Regions from separate parts of the Mus musculus genome. Here regions 1 and 2 are each linked to region 3. The links are chromatin contacts, called in public HiChIP or PLAC-seq and promoter capture Hi-C maps. All regions are on one chromosome and are shown on one strand. The core of a region is the stretch at or near the end of the contact, and the rest is flanking DNA. Distances in the headings are between cores, read along the strand shown.

Evidence for each region. Promoter capture Hi-C pulls out the DNA fragments that hold promoters and counts their contacts. HiChIP or PLAC-seq counts read pairs in DNA pulled down with a chosen protein or histone mark.
Region 1: an H3K4me3 HiChIP or PLAC-seq map of embryonic stem cells shows a contact between it and region 3, with 44 read pairs. The contact joins the promoter of Ahcyl2 here to the promoter of Strip2 in region 3. A contact is called at or near these places in 10 of 39 promoter capture datasets (3T3-L1-derived adipocytes, cranial neural crest, embryonic stem cells and 7 more), 17 of 484 Hi-C or Micro-C datasets (B cells, the G1E-ER4 cell line, LSK cells and 7 more), 11 of 115 datasets of contacts at active chromatin or transcription factors (the SCID.adh cell line, bone marrow-derived macrophages, effector CD8 T cells and 2 more) and 2 of 9 other capture datasets (adipose tissue and liver).
Region 2: a promoter capture Hi-C map of stem cell-derived epiblast-like cells shows a contact between it and region 3, with 5 times the contacts expected there. The contact joins the promoter of Tspan33 here to the promoter of Strip2 in region 3. A contact is called at or near these places in 17 of 39 promoter capture datasets (the 3T3-L1 cell line, 3T3-L1-derived adipocytes, the C10 cell line and 10 more), 1 of 484 Hi-C or Micro-C datasets (embryonic stem cells), 2 of 115 datasets of contacts at active chromatin or transcription factors (bone marrow-derived dendritic cells and embryonic stem cells) and 3 of 9 other capture datasets (embryonic stem cells, liver and pancreatic islet).

What each region holds. Positions count from the first base shown.
Region 1 is chr6:29,766,373-29,770,252 of GRCm38.p6, forward strand. Ahcyl2 (S-adenosylhomocysteine hydrolase-like 2) reads left to right here and starts at 2,071. Exons shown (of 17, transcript NM_001171000.2): 1 at 2,071-2,534. The coding sequence starts at 2,166.
Region 2 is chr6:29,691,692-29,695,575 of GRCm38.p6, forward strand. Tspan33 (tetraspanin 33) reads left to right here and starts at 2,523. Exons shown (of 8, transcript NM_146173.3): 1 at 2,523-2,853. The coding sequence starts at 2,752.
Region 3 is chr6:29,915,085-29,918,857 of GRCm38.p6, forward strand. Strip2 (striatin interacting protein 2) reads left to right here and starts at 1,929. Exons shown (of 21, transcript NM_177204.3): 1 at 1,929-2,146. The coding sequence starts at 1,991.

The DNA.
Region 1 (3,880 bases), core at 821-3,320, 150 kb before region 3:
GGTTATGAGCCACCTTGTGGTTGCTGGGATTTGAACTCTGGACCTTCGGAAGAGCAGTCGGGTGCTCTTACCCACTGAGCCATCTCACCAGCCCCCGTTTGTCTCTGTCTTATTCTTGCTTAGAAAAAAGTAGCTTTTCCAATGACAAGCTGGCCGGTAGTCCAAGGGAGCTGTTAGGGCTGCAGTCACTTTTTGAACAGCCACAAACCATAATCCTCTTTGCCTCAGTTTCTTTAGGAATAAAAAAGCCTACCTCATAATATGCTAAAAGTCAACCACATCTTAGTGCCCTTTTCCCCCTTTAGGTAATATTCACATAAAAATTTAAAGAATGTGCAACTAAAATAATTTTTAAGCTTATGCATATGTGTGTGTCTGTAGGACAAGAGGGTGTCACACCCCCTGGAGCTGGAGTTGCAGGTGGTTGTGAGTTGCCCAATGTAGTTGTTGGGAACAAATTACAGCAAGGGCTCATAAATTTTGAGCCAACTCTCAAATCCCTAGAAAGTATGGTGTTGTCTCCTACTTTTTAGTCTAACTTCCTTCCTCCCTCTTTCTGTAATGTATATGTGTGCTCTAACTGCTTGTACATCTGCAGGTCAGAAGAGGGCATCAGATCACCACTATAGTTGGTTGTGAGCCACCATGTGGTTGCTGGGACTTGAACTCCAGACCTCTGGAAGAGCAGCAGATGCTCTTAACTGATAAGCCATCTTGATGTTGTTATATGCCCCTTCCCCTTCCCCGCCAGGGTATCTCTGTGTAGTCCTGGCTGTCCTGGAAATTGCTCTGTAGACCAGGCTGCCTGCCTCTGCCTCCCAAGTGCTGGGATTAAAGGCTTATGCCACCACCGCCTGGCTTTTAGTCTGATTTTTAAAATTATAAGCATTTATTTCCTTTTATCATTAAAAGACTATTGGAGAACTCTTCTTAAAAGAAAAAAAATTCTATCATCAGTAGAACATTACTTTCAGGTAAGTTTCTTCTTTTTGTGACAGGCTTTGGCTAAGCAGTCAAAGCTAACCTCAACACATTTCTGATTCTCAGGTCTCTGTCTCCTGAGTGTTGGGCTTACCACTATGACCAAATGGTACGCAATTTTATTTTATTTTTGTTATTAAAAATAAAACTGGCAGCTGGTGATCTGGTCAAAAGTTAATTGAATTTGTTGCTCATTTAGAGGGCCCAGGGTAGATTCCCAGTTCTTTTCTGGTCCTTTAATTACATGTGTGCGGTAGAATTAACTTTTTTTTTTTTTTTTTTAAAGACAGGGCCTTGCTTCATAGCTCAGCTGGCCTCGAACTATTATCACTGGTGACGCATACACTTCAGATGTTCAAATTATTACTGCGTACTCCACCATACCCTGACGAGATTTCTTTCTTTGGGGATTTGATTTTAGTTACTTAATTCAAGAGTACGCCAGAAAGCATGACAGCAGGAAATGGCTTATTTCTTTTCTTCTAGAAACCAACCCACTGAAGAAAGGCTCGGAACGGAATGGAGAAACCCCATGCCTTCTAGCCTGGAGCCGGAATTCATCTCACCTGACCTGCCGCTTTTCCTTTAAAGGCCGCCCACGTGATAGCACACATGCGCACACTCCGGAGGAAATTCACGCCGTCAGGGGAGCGAGTCATTCTTGCCCCCCACTTTCCCTGGGGTTTCTGGCATTCCTTTCCGGAAACCACAACCCCTCTGGAGACATTCTCCTCATCTATTCCGTCGCGTCATCCGTTTTTATACTTTTCTGTTAGTCGCTGTCCTGGGAGTTCCCTCTCCATCAAAAACTACTTTCCGGAGGAGGGACGAAAGGACTACAACTCCCAGGGGACTCTGCGGCCTATCCCCCACCCACCCCCCCGCGAGGCGAGCGCAGTGCAAGTTGGTTGCTGAGGTCCCACGGTCTTCTAGTCGCGTGCAACCCGGAGCAAGCGCACTACAGGTTCTGTGGCGCCTCGCGCGTGAGTCAGACAGGGGTGGGGCGAGGCTCGAGAGGCCGGGCTGGCGGCGAGCGAGCGGGCGGGCGGAGGAAGGGGGTGGGAGCGGAGGCGATGGAGGGGAGGAGTGGGGGTATGGGGGAGGGAAGGGGAAGGGAGGCGGGAGGCGGGGCCGAGTGGGAGCTGGTGCGAGAGTCAGAGTCGGCGGTTGCAGTGGAGGCGGTGATGTCGGTGCAGGTTGTGTCAGCAGCGGCAGCCGCCAAGGTGCCTGAGGTGGAGCTGAAGGATCTGAGCCCCTCCGAGGCGGAGCCCCAGTTGGGACTGAGCGCGGCGGCCGTGGGCGCCATGGTACCCCCAGCGGGTGGCGGGGACCCAGAGGCTCCAGCTCCGGCTCCCGCGGCGGAGCGGCCCCCGGCCCCCGGCCCGGGCTCGGGGCCCACCGCGGCTCTGAGCCCTGCGGCCGGGAAGGTCCCTCAAGCGTCCGCCATGAAGCGGAGCGACCCTCATCACCAGCACCAGCGGCATCGCGACGGCGGCGAGGCCTTGGTCAGCCCCGACGGCACGGTCACCGAGGCGCCGCGCACGGTCAAGAAGGTACTGGGGTCGGGCTGCCTCGCTTCTCGGAGAGGCGGGGAGGGCGGGCACGGGAGTGGCGGCCCTTCAGGGCACGGCGGCACCCGGTTCCACACCCTCTAGATCGTGGAGCCGAGAGTCTTCTCCCACCCTTGAACCCGCTCTTAGAGCGGCCGCCACCCGGTGCTCCGCTGCGAAGCGAAGCCTCTAGGTACCACGGGCGTACTTTACTAATAACATGGAGGTAGCGCCCTTCACTACTACTTGAACGAGGCAGGGGGAGGAGAAGCACCTACTACTACACCCGGCGCCTCCAGCACACTCCCGCGTGTAATTTTCCGGACTGTTCGGTGGCATAGAAAAACCTTCCCTCCAGCGATAAGGATAGCAAGATCTTTTTCCTTGGAGAACGAGGAAGCTGTAGTTAGCTCTCTCTCATGAGAGCTCGGGAAACCCTCTGAGTTGCCTGGCTTCTGTACAGATGATGACTTTCTGCCTTTCTGTGGCCAACAGCTCTCCACAGGGTAGTACTGATCTGTGCCCTTCCTTTCTAGCCATTGCAATTCTCTTGTACTGCGATTGTAGACCGGTAATGGAAAGATGCTTCATTCACCCTGAAGAGGGCTGGTCTCTAGGATTACCAGATTGTACCTGAAGAGAATGCTTATTTTATTCATATCTTTATCGTGAGCAGAAAGTGTTAGGAAGAAATGCTTGCTACTTTGAGGAAAGTAATCGTTTGGGGCTGTCGGCTTCCTTCATAAATAGAAACGTGTAATGATGGTACCCCCGAATTATTTATATATTGGCTATACCCTTTACCCACTCCCCTCGTTTTTTCTCCCATTTATTGATGTCAGCACAAGAGGTAAAAGACAAGATCTGTGGATCATCTAAAAAAAAATGTGGCTTTCATTTCTTGGGAACAGTATGAACACAATGATTTACGTTTTTTCCCATTATAATGGGTGCATTTTGTTCCGTCAGAACAACAGTAAAAAAAGATATGAAGTGTACATTGGGTTTACTATGTAGAGTTTAGGTGAACCTTGGCTCCAGCAAAACATTTTGTTGTAATTACCTCATGACTTAGGGCAGTTAACTTTTTCATTTGGTAGTGCTAAATGATGTCAGAGGCAAGACTGAAGGAATTTAACAGTGCTTTAGGGCATGCTGTGTCCTTTGCAGTTTGGTGTGTTGTCCTCCCCTCTCCATGCAATTATAGTTAAATGGAGGAATTACACTTAAAAGATGCAGCCTGGGCTAGTGCTGGAAGTACTTAGGTCAAAATTAGGAAATCCAAAGCCTATTTCTCACTTGTTAAGATGGTTTGTAGCTTTGGCCAAATCTTTTTCTTGTGACTGTTT
Region 2 (3,884 bases), core at 1,273-3,772, 220 kb before region 3:
GGAGAGCACTTGCCTCACATCCTTCACCCCAGCACTCAGGAGGGAGAGACAGGTAGATCTCTGAATCTGAAGCCAGTCTTACCTACATATAGAGTTTCAGGACACCTAGAGCTGCACAGTAAGACCTCAACTTAAGAAACAAACAAACAGGGCTGGTGAGATGGCTCAGCAGGTAAGAGCACTGACTGCTCTTCTGAAGGTCCGGAGTTCAAATCCCAGCAACCACATGGTGGCTCACAACCATCCCTAACAAGATCTGACTCCCTCTTCTGGAGTGTCGGAAGACAGCTACAGTGTACTTACATATAATAAATAAATCTTTAAAAAAAGAAACAAACAAACAAACTCCACGATCCTCTCCTCTATCCATGCTGGGGTTTTAGTTAGCTTGATCTAAACAGCTCTTGTGCATAAGGTCTCAGCCACTGTAAGTTCCTATGTGCAACAACAGCCTTGTCATATCCAGCAAATACTCTCATTCTTACCCCCCCCCCATTTCTTCCTTGGTGATATCTGAGCCTTGTGGTGAGAAGGGATATTGTAATGTAGCCATCCCATTTACAGCTGAGCCTTCCACATCTCTTATTCCCCGTATGCTGGTGGGTTGTGGGCCTCTATTAATCTCCATCGACTGCAAAAAGAAACTTCTTTGATGAGGGTTAAGAGATGCACTGACCTATGGATATAAAGATAAAAACCTTAGGAAGCTGTCTAACACTATGACCATTTAGCAGAATAATAGCACTAGGATTTTTTAAATTTTCTTTTCTCCTTCTCCTTCTCCTTCTCCTTCTCCTTCTCCTTCTCCTTCTCCTTCTCCTTCTCCTTCTCCTTCTGGTTTGATAGGATCTCATTGTGTGCCCCTGGCTGATTTAGAACTCAAATGTAGACCAGGTTTACCTCGAACTCCCAGAGATTCATCTGCCCCTTCCTCCTAAGTGCTGCCATTAAACTTTCTCCAGCCTCTTTCCAACTCTCTCTGAAAACAGCGATCTTACCCCATTTCCTTCTCTAAAACTCTTATTTCCAAATCAATTCAACACAAACTCAGTAATCTGATCTCAAGTCCTTCTACAGCCTCCATTCAGTTGAACACATACTGCATTCTCAGGCACCGCTGCACCAAGCCGGGAAAAGTGATAGGCTTAGTTTCCACACAACACGCGGTTTGCTTTTATCTGTCCAAGCTTCGACACACCTTTTTGTGTCCACCTGGATTTCACGTCCCCACTGTCTCTAAAATCTCATCCTCCTCGTTTCTCCCGCCATGACACCTTCTGGTGCTCAACTTCTTCCAATTACATAATAGTTATTCATGCAGTTATTGTATTTCCACACTGGATTTTGAATCCTATTGAAACAAAATACCAGGGCTAGAGATATGGCTCAGTTATTAAGAGCACTTGTTGCTCTTACAGAGGACCAAAGTTCAGTTCCCAGCACTGACTTAAGGAGCTCACAAATCCCGGTAACTCCAGTTCCTGGGGATCTGACATCCTTTTCTGGCTTCCATCAGCACCTGTGTGCACAGTGGTACACACACACACACACACACACACACACACACTCACACACACACACATTTTAAAAGAATCTTTTAAAGGAGTGAAAGTACCACATTTTAGTGAGCCCCCTTATCAGCCATCTCCGTGTAAGTCATTTGCATGCACTAACAGATTCTTATTTGATCAATGCCTTACGCTGCAGTTTTCCCACTCAACGTTACAAAAAGTGTAGCTTGGGGAATCACGCTATTGATGGCAAAATCAGACTCCTCCCCAGGTTAAAATCGTACTTGTGTAGCTAGTACAATGTACACCACATTGTACTTGGGAGTCAATCTGTGCATATCCTATTAACATGCCAAACACAAAACAAAACAAAATTAAAAACAAAAAACCGGTGTCTCCACGTAAACAAACGTTCTGAGAGGGTTTGGATAGAGAGGTTGGACGGTAATGAGAGAAAAGGATGGTTTGAGAATTCCACTGTTAGGTTATGAGGCTTTTAAAACGAGCATTTAAAGTATTTGATTGCTAAGCAGGGGTATTTATTCTTCTCTTTCTGGTTGTTAGTACCTGTCATTTGTCACTCTGATTTTATTGTCTTGATCCCTGAGGATCAACCTTCTTTTCTATTCCCACAGCGTTTAACGAATTGCTCAACACACAAAGTGCGTACTTGTTGATTTTAACGTACGTGTGTTTGCGTGCGTGCACAGCAACTGGGCAGAGGACGTGGGTGTGGGATGCAGGAAACATTCCTTTTCCTCATTCTTTTTCCCTTAAGCAGCTGCAGCCTGCAGGCTTTCCGTCTAGGCGGGCAGAAGCAGAACCACTGACCCTTTAGCAAGTTGTCCCTCACAGAACAGGTGTCTCCCCCGCCTCTCGGAGGAGAGGGATGGCTGGCTGCTTAGTGACATGGGCCGCCGACCAATGAGAAGTCAGCCTCGGGCAGCCTCACCAATGGCCGTCCGGGGGGCGGGCCCGGTTTCCTGAGAGCCGGGCGGGCCAAGCTGGTCTGCGGCCGCGGTGGAGTCTCCGCTGCTCACGCTGCCCGCCGCGGCTTCAGCGGCGGCGCCGTTCCCTGGCCGCGCGGCTCCCCGACGCACGGTTCGGGCGGCTCCCGGCGCGGCGCGGCTGCCCCGGCGTTCGGGTCCCCGTGGCCCCGCGGCTCCCGCCCCGGGCTGCAGGGCGCACAGGTGGGCCGGTGGCCGCTGGGAGATAGGCCCCCCGGGGGCAGCGGCGGACCATGGCGCGGAGACCTGGCGTGCCGGCTGCCTACGGGGACGAGTTCTCCTTCGTCAGCCCGCTGGTGAAATACCTGCTCTTCTTCTTCAACATGCTCTTCTGGGTGAGATTCGGGGGGTCAGGGGGCACCCGGACTCTCGGGCATCTCTGGAGCGCCGAGGGGGCTGCCTGAGGCTGGGAGGTTTGGCCTGGGCTGCCCGGTGCCCAGGAGCGTGTCGAGTGGTGCTTCGTAGTTTTCTGAGCTGGTGACACTTGGGGGCATTTCTCCGGGGGAGGAAAACCACAGTGGCGCCGTGTCAAAAGGGGACGTTAAGAGGTGGGCAATCATCCTTGCTGCCAGGGATGAAGCTTTAGCAGGGATGAGGATCTGTGTCAGGCCATGAAATAAAAAGGGTTTGGGGAAAGAAAGAGCTGGCTGGACAGCCCCATGGGCATATTTCATGGTTAGGGACTTTCAGGCCTGGGGGCTGGAAGGCCCGACTGGCCATACGGGGCGCGGGGCGGGGGTGGAGGGAGAGAGAAGGAAGAGAAACCCCAAGCCTTCCTTCGCCCCAGTTCCTCAGGGGCTTGTGTCAAGGGACTATATCTGTCCCTTTTGCAGGCCTCGGGTGTCTGCTCCTGTCAGGGCTGAAAAGGGTTAAGAATGGTCTCCAGGTCCGATGTGTACCCCAGCATGGCCCTAAACTTTGCCCTACCTTCTTCAAGACCAGCTTCTCTACTTGGAGCTGACAGGCTTCAGATGATTCAAATAGGATTTTGTTGTTGTTGTTGTTGTTGTTGTTGGGCTGGAAGCTATGGCTCCTTTCAGAATCTTTTGTTTGGGGTGGAAAAGTGTAAACAATATTAACCCCGAGCTCCTGACACCTGGATTTCCGTCCCCTCTCTACCATCCTTATTGATTTGACTGATCTGGGTAAATATGTTCAAGTCCACAGGCCTGCCCTTCCTCCCAGCAAAAATCTAATGCAGTGTATTGGGGGATGGCAGGAGAGGGCTGAGAATTCAGGGGGAGGGGGAGCCCATTAGAGAATGCTAGCTGAGTCCTGTTTCATAGCCAGAGAGTGCGTGGGCCCCTCTGGATTTGATAACAAGGGGAAGTCCTTCCCCATCTCTCCATTCTTCTGCCAGCTTCTA
Region 3 (3,773 bases), core at 679-3,178:
CTCTTCTAGCCTCCATGGGCACCAGGAAGCATTTGCTGCACAGACAAAAGACTCATATGCATAAATAATATATTTTTTTAAAGAAATGGGGTTAAGATCTGTACAAAGTCTCATGTCTGTAGTTCCAGTACTCAGGAGGATGAAGGAGGGTTACCATGGCTAGGCTACATAGTTCTAGGCTATTCTGAGCTACAATGTGAAACCATGTCTAAAAAAGAATGGAATTATTCCTAAGAAAAGGAGAAATAATTCCATTGGTTGAGAAGAATACAGTACTAGAATTTGGGATCCCAGCAAAGTTGGTTTGATAGCAACATACCTAATACAGTTAGGAGGATCAAAAAAAAAAAAAAATGTAGAGAAGTAGGAGTCATCTTAAAGATCAGTAGCTGTGCTGGCTGGTTTTGTGCAAACCTGACACCAGAAAGAGTCATTTTGGAAGAGGGAATTTCCATTGAGGAAAAACACCCCAGCAGTCTGACCTGTGTGTGCGCAAGTTTATGGGGCATTTTCTTGGCTGATGGTTGATGTGGAAGGGCCTGGCTCACTGTAAGCAGTTGTATTAAAAAGCGAGGAGGGACAAGCCAGAAAGCACAGTTCCTGCTTCCCTAGGTAATGAGCTGTAGGCTATCAGATGAAACAAACCCTCTCTTACCCAAGTTACTTTTGGTCATGGATTTTTATCACAGCAATTGAAACGCCAAGACTGAAGTAAACCAAGTGAACGGAAGTTTCTTCTATAGAGCAGCATACTTACCACACTGAGACAAGACTTAATGTAATCCTTGGGTGTTCTCTGTGCTTCAGAATTTCCTCATCAATAAAAACTGGATTCGTAAAAAATAACCTGTCCGGAAGAGGTGTGGTACCAAGAAAACACATACAACGCTTGGCACAGTCCCAACTCAATGATCCTTTCACTGTCTTAAAGTCATGGGTTACCATAGCGATTTGGTCCCTCCCATTCCCTTCATCCATTGTCAAGCCAGACCTGCCAATATATTTAAATTGTATTCGGGAGAGAGCCGAATCCACAGCCTTCAACTACCCGGTTACCTTCTGGTTACTTTTAGCTCTTAGGGCGTAGGATTTTTTTTTCTTTTCAATTTAAATATTTATTTGTTTGTATATGGGAATCGGGGAGGACACCAGGAGCATGTGTGGAGGTCTGGTGTCAAAGGACAACTTTTGGCTGTTCATTCTCTCCTTCCACCAAGTGAGGACCCGGGGATCGAACTCAACATCTTAGACTTAGATTAGGATTGTTTTAGAAATGGGAAGGAAAGAGCAGCGGGTGAGGGTGGGAGCTTGCCATCTATTCGCACCAAAAAGAAGGCGCCCACACAGCTAGGGACAAATGACAGGGAGCAGCCCTCAGGGATTTCAGTTAGGTCCCTCCCCGCAACTCTCATTCTCTCCTCCAAGAGTTCTCTTCCGAAAGCTTCCTGAGAGGGTAAGTTTATGGTGTGGTGGCTCAGGTTATCCTGAAGGCCAAGCCCTTTCTGCGACAAAGCGGGATGTCACAGGCGTGCAGCAGCCTGGATGAGGGGGTCCGGGTCTAGTACCGCCGAAACGTAGGCACTTTGGACCAGGGATGGACTAGGGCTCTCAGGAAAAGGCTGCTATGTGGGACAGGAACAGCACTGAAAAGAGCATGCAGCACGGAGCTAAGCCGCCTTGCGCTCAGGGTTCAGAATTCGAATCGTGGAGCTGGACGTGGAGTCTACTAGTCCCAGGCTACCAGCAACTGAGCAGTAAAAATGCCGGGGGTCCATGGGGAAAATATTCCTTGAAAGAGCCCCCGCCTCTGGATGGCTGATTAGCCAATCGCATCTCGGGGCGGGGCCTCGGAGAGTAGTTACAGCCAATCGGAGTTCAGGGGGCGGGGCCTGGTCCCGGGCGCGCGCTGTGGCGGGGTCGCCCTGGGCAGAGATCTTGGAGCTACGGTAGGGAGCCGCTGAGGCGAACCGCTGAAGGGAACCTTCCCAGCATGGACGACCCCGCGGCACCGGGGCCCGCCGGCTCTCCTGCTAATGACAACGGCAACGGGAACGGCAATGGGAACGGGAACGGCAACGGCGGCAAAGGGAAGCCGGCCGTGCCCAAGGGCAGGGAAACGTTCCGCAACCAGCGGCGGGAGTCGGAGGTGAGGAACCCGGAGGTATCCGCCAGCGGGAAGCGGCGGCTGAGGTGGAGCGGCCCTCAGCCCGGTCCCTTCCCGCTGCGGGTCGCCCGCTTTCTTGCCTTGGCCTGCGGTTTTCCTAACCGGCGCGAAGAGCGTAACAGATACTTTCCAGATACTTGACAGCTGCCGCCCGGTGAAGCCGGAATTTGGATCCCGGTGTACCGATGGGGAACCAGCGCATAGAGGTGCAGGGACTGGACGGAGGGGCGGGAGCCCGAGCTCTGCCGCGGGAGGGGAGGGTGGGCTGGCGGGCAGCACGCCCTCCCTCTTCACACTGCAGCAACTGGCACTGGACTGGACCAGACCAGCCTGGAGCACCAGCCTTCCCCTTGCTATATCTCCTGCCCTCGGGTGATGGCGGTGGCTTAGGGAGCGCCTTCCGCGAACAGCTCGCCCCTTTTCTAGGAGGGTTGAAAGACAGGATTCAAGCTGGGATAGGACCAGGGCGACGTTTGAGAGTAGCAGTCCCAGGATGCAGCTAATGGGATGGCTATTTAAATATCTTCCACCTTTTCTTAGGAAAAAAACAAAACCAAAACCAAAAAAAACTAACTTGGGACATGGAAAGGAATGAATTATTATTATTCCCCTACATTTTATCTAGCCATATTCCATCTATCAACCAAGAGCAAAACTGCATACAAGCAGGGACTCAGGGGGAACGAAATGTATGTGGAAGGGGATGTGAAGGTCATCTGGTTTAGCCTTTATTTGATTCGATTTCATCTGGATTTAATTATTTGAGACAGCCCATGGCAACGTCTATTGACAACTTGCCCTGGCTGGGCTTGAACTCACTGTGTAACTGAGGAGAGCTTTGATCCTCCTGCCTCTGTTTTTCAGGTGTTAGGATTACAAAATATGCTACCACAGTGAGCCTAACCTTTCATTTTACTACGTAGAAGCCACGGAGTTGGGGGGATGTGGCTCAGTGATGGAGTGCTTGTGTAGCTTACACAAGACTCTAAATTGATCCCCAGCAGCAGAAAAGGGGTCTGGTCATCTAGAGACAAAAGGTAAAAGAGATAAAACCAACTCTCCTGAGATCAGACACTTGGCTGACAGTGAATGGCCAAAACCACCAAGTTTCAGTGTCTGTCTGGCCAATTGTCTGTCTGTCTGTTTCAGTACCTCCATTTATTATCTGTGTGGCTTTAGGCAAATTAACTAACCTAGTTTCTTTTGTAAAACAGTTACCACTGAATAACTCAGAAGGTTGAGATAATCGAACACAAAGCCTTTTAAACAGTTCATATAATTAATTGGTCAGTACTTATAACTGTCATCATTCTCGTTAAGGGGCAGAGGGAGTCCTAGTCTGTGGTGATTCATTTAAATAGTATTTCACAGTTTCCAAAGTGATCAATCTGTCTATTTGGTTATTTGTTGTACAGAGACCAACACTAGCATATACACTGCCATTAAGCTCTCACCCCCGTCTCCTAGTTCCTAAAAGGTAAATGGAGCAGGGGAAACTGCCCCCAAAGTCACCATCTTGTACAGACAGGGTTTCTTTGTAGGGATTTTCTTTTAAAAGTGCCTTATACCTCCTTCCTCAAGAGAGACATTGGTGTGTTTTTCGATGAAG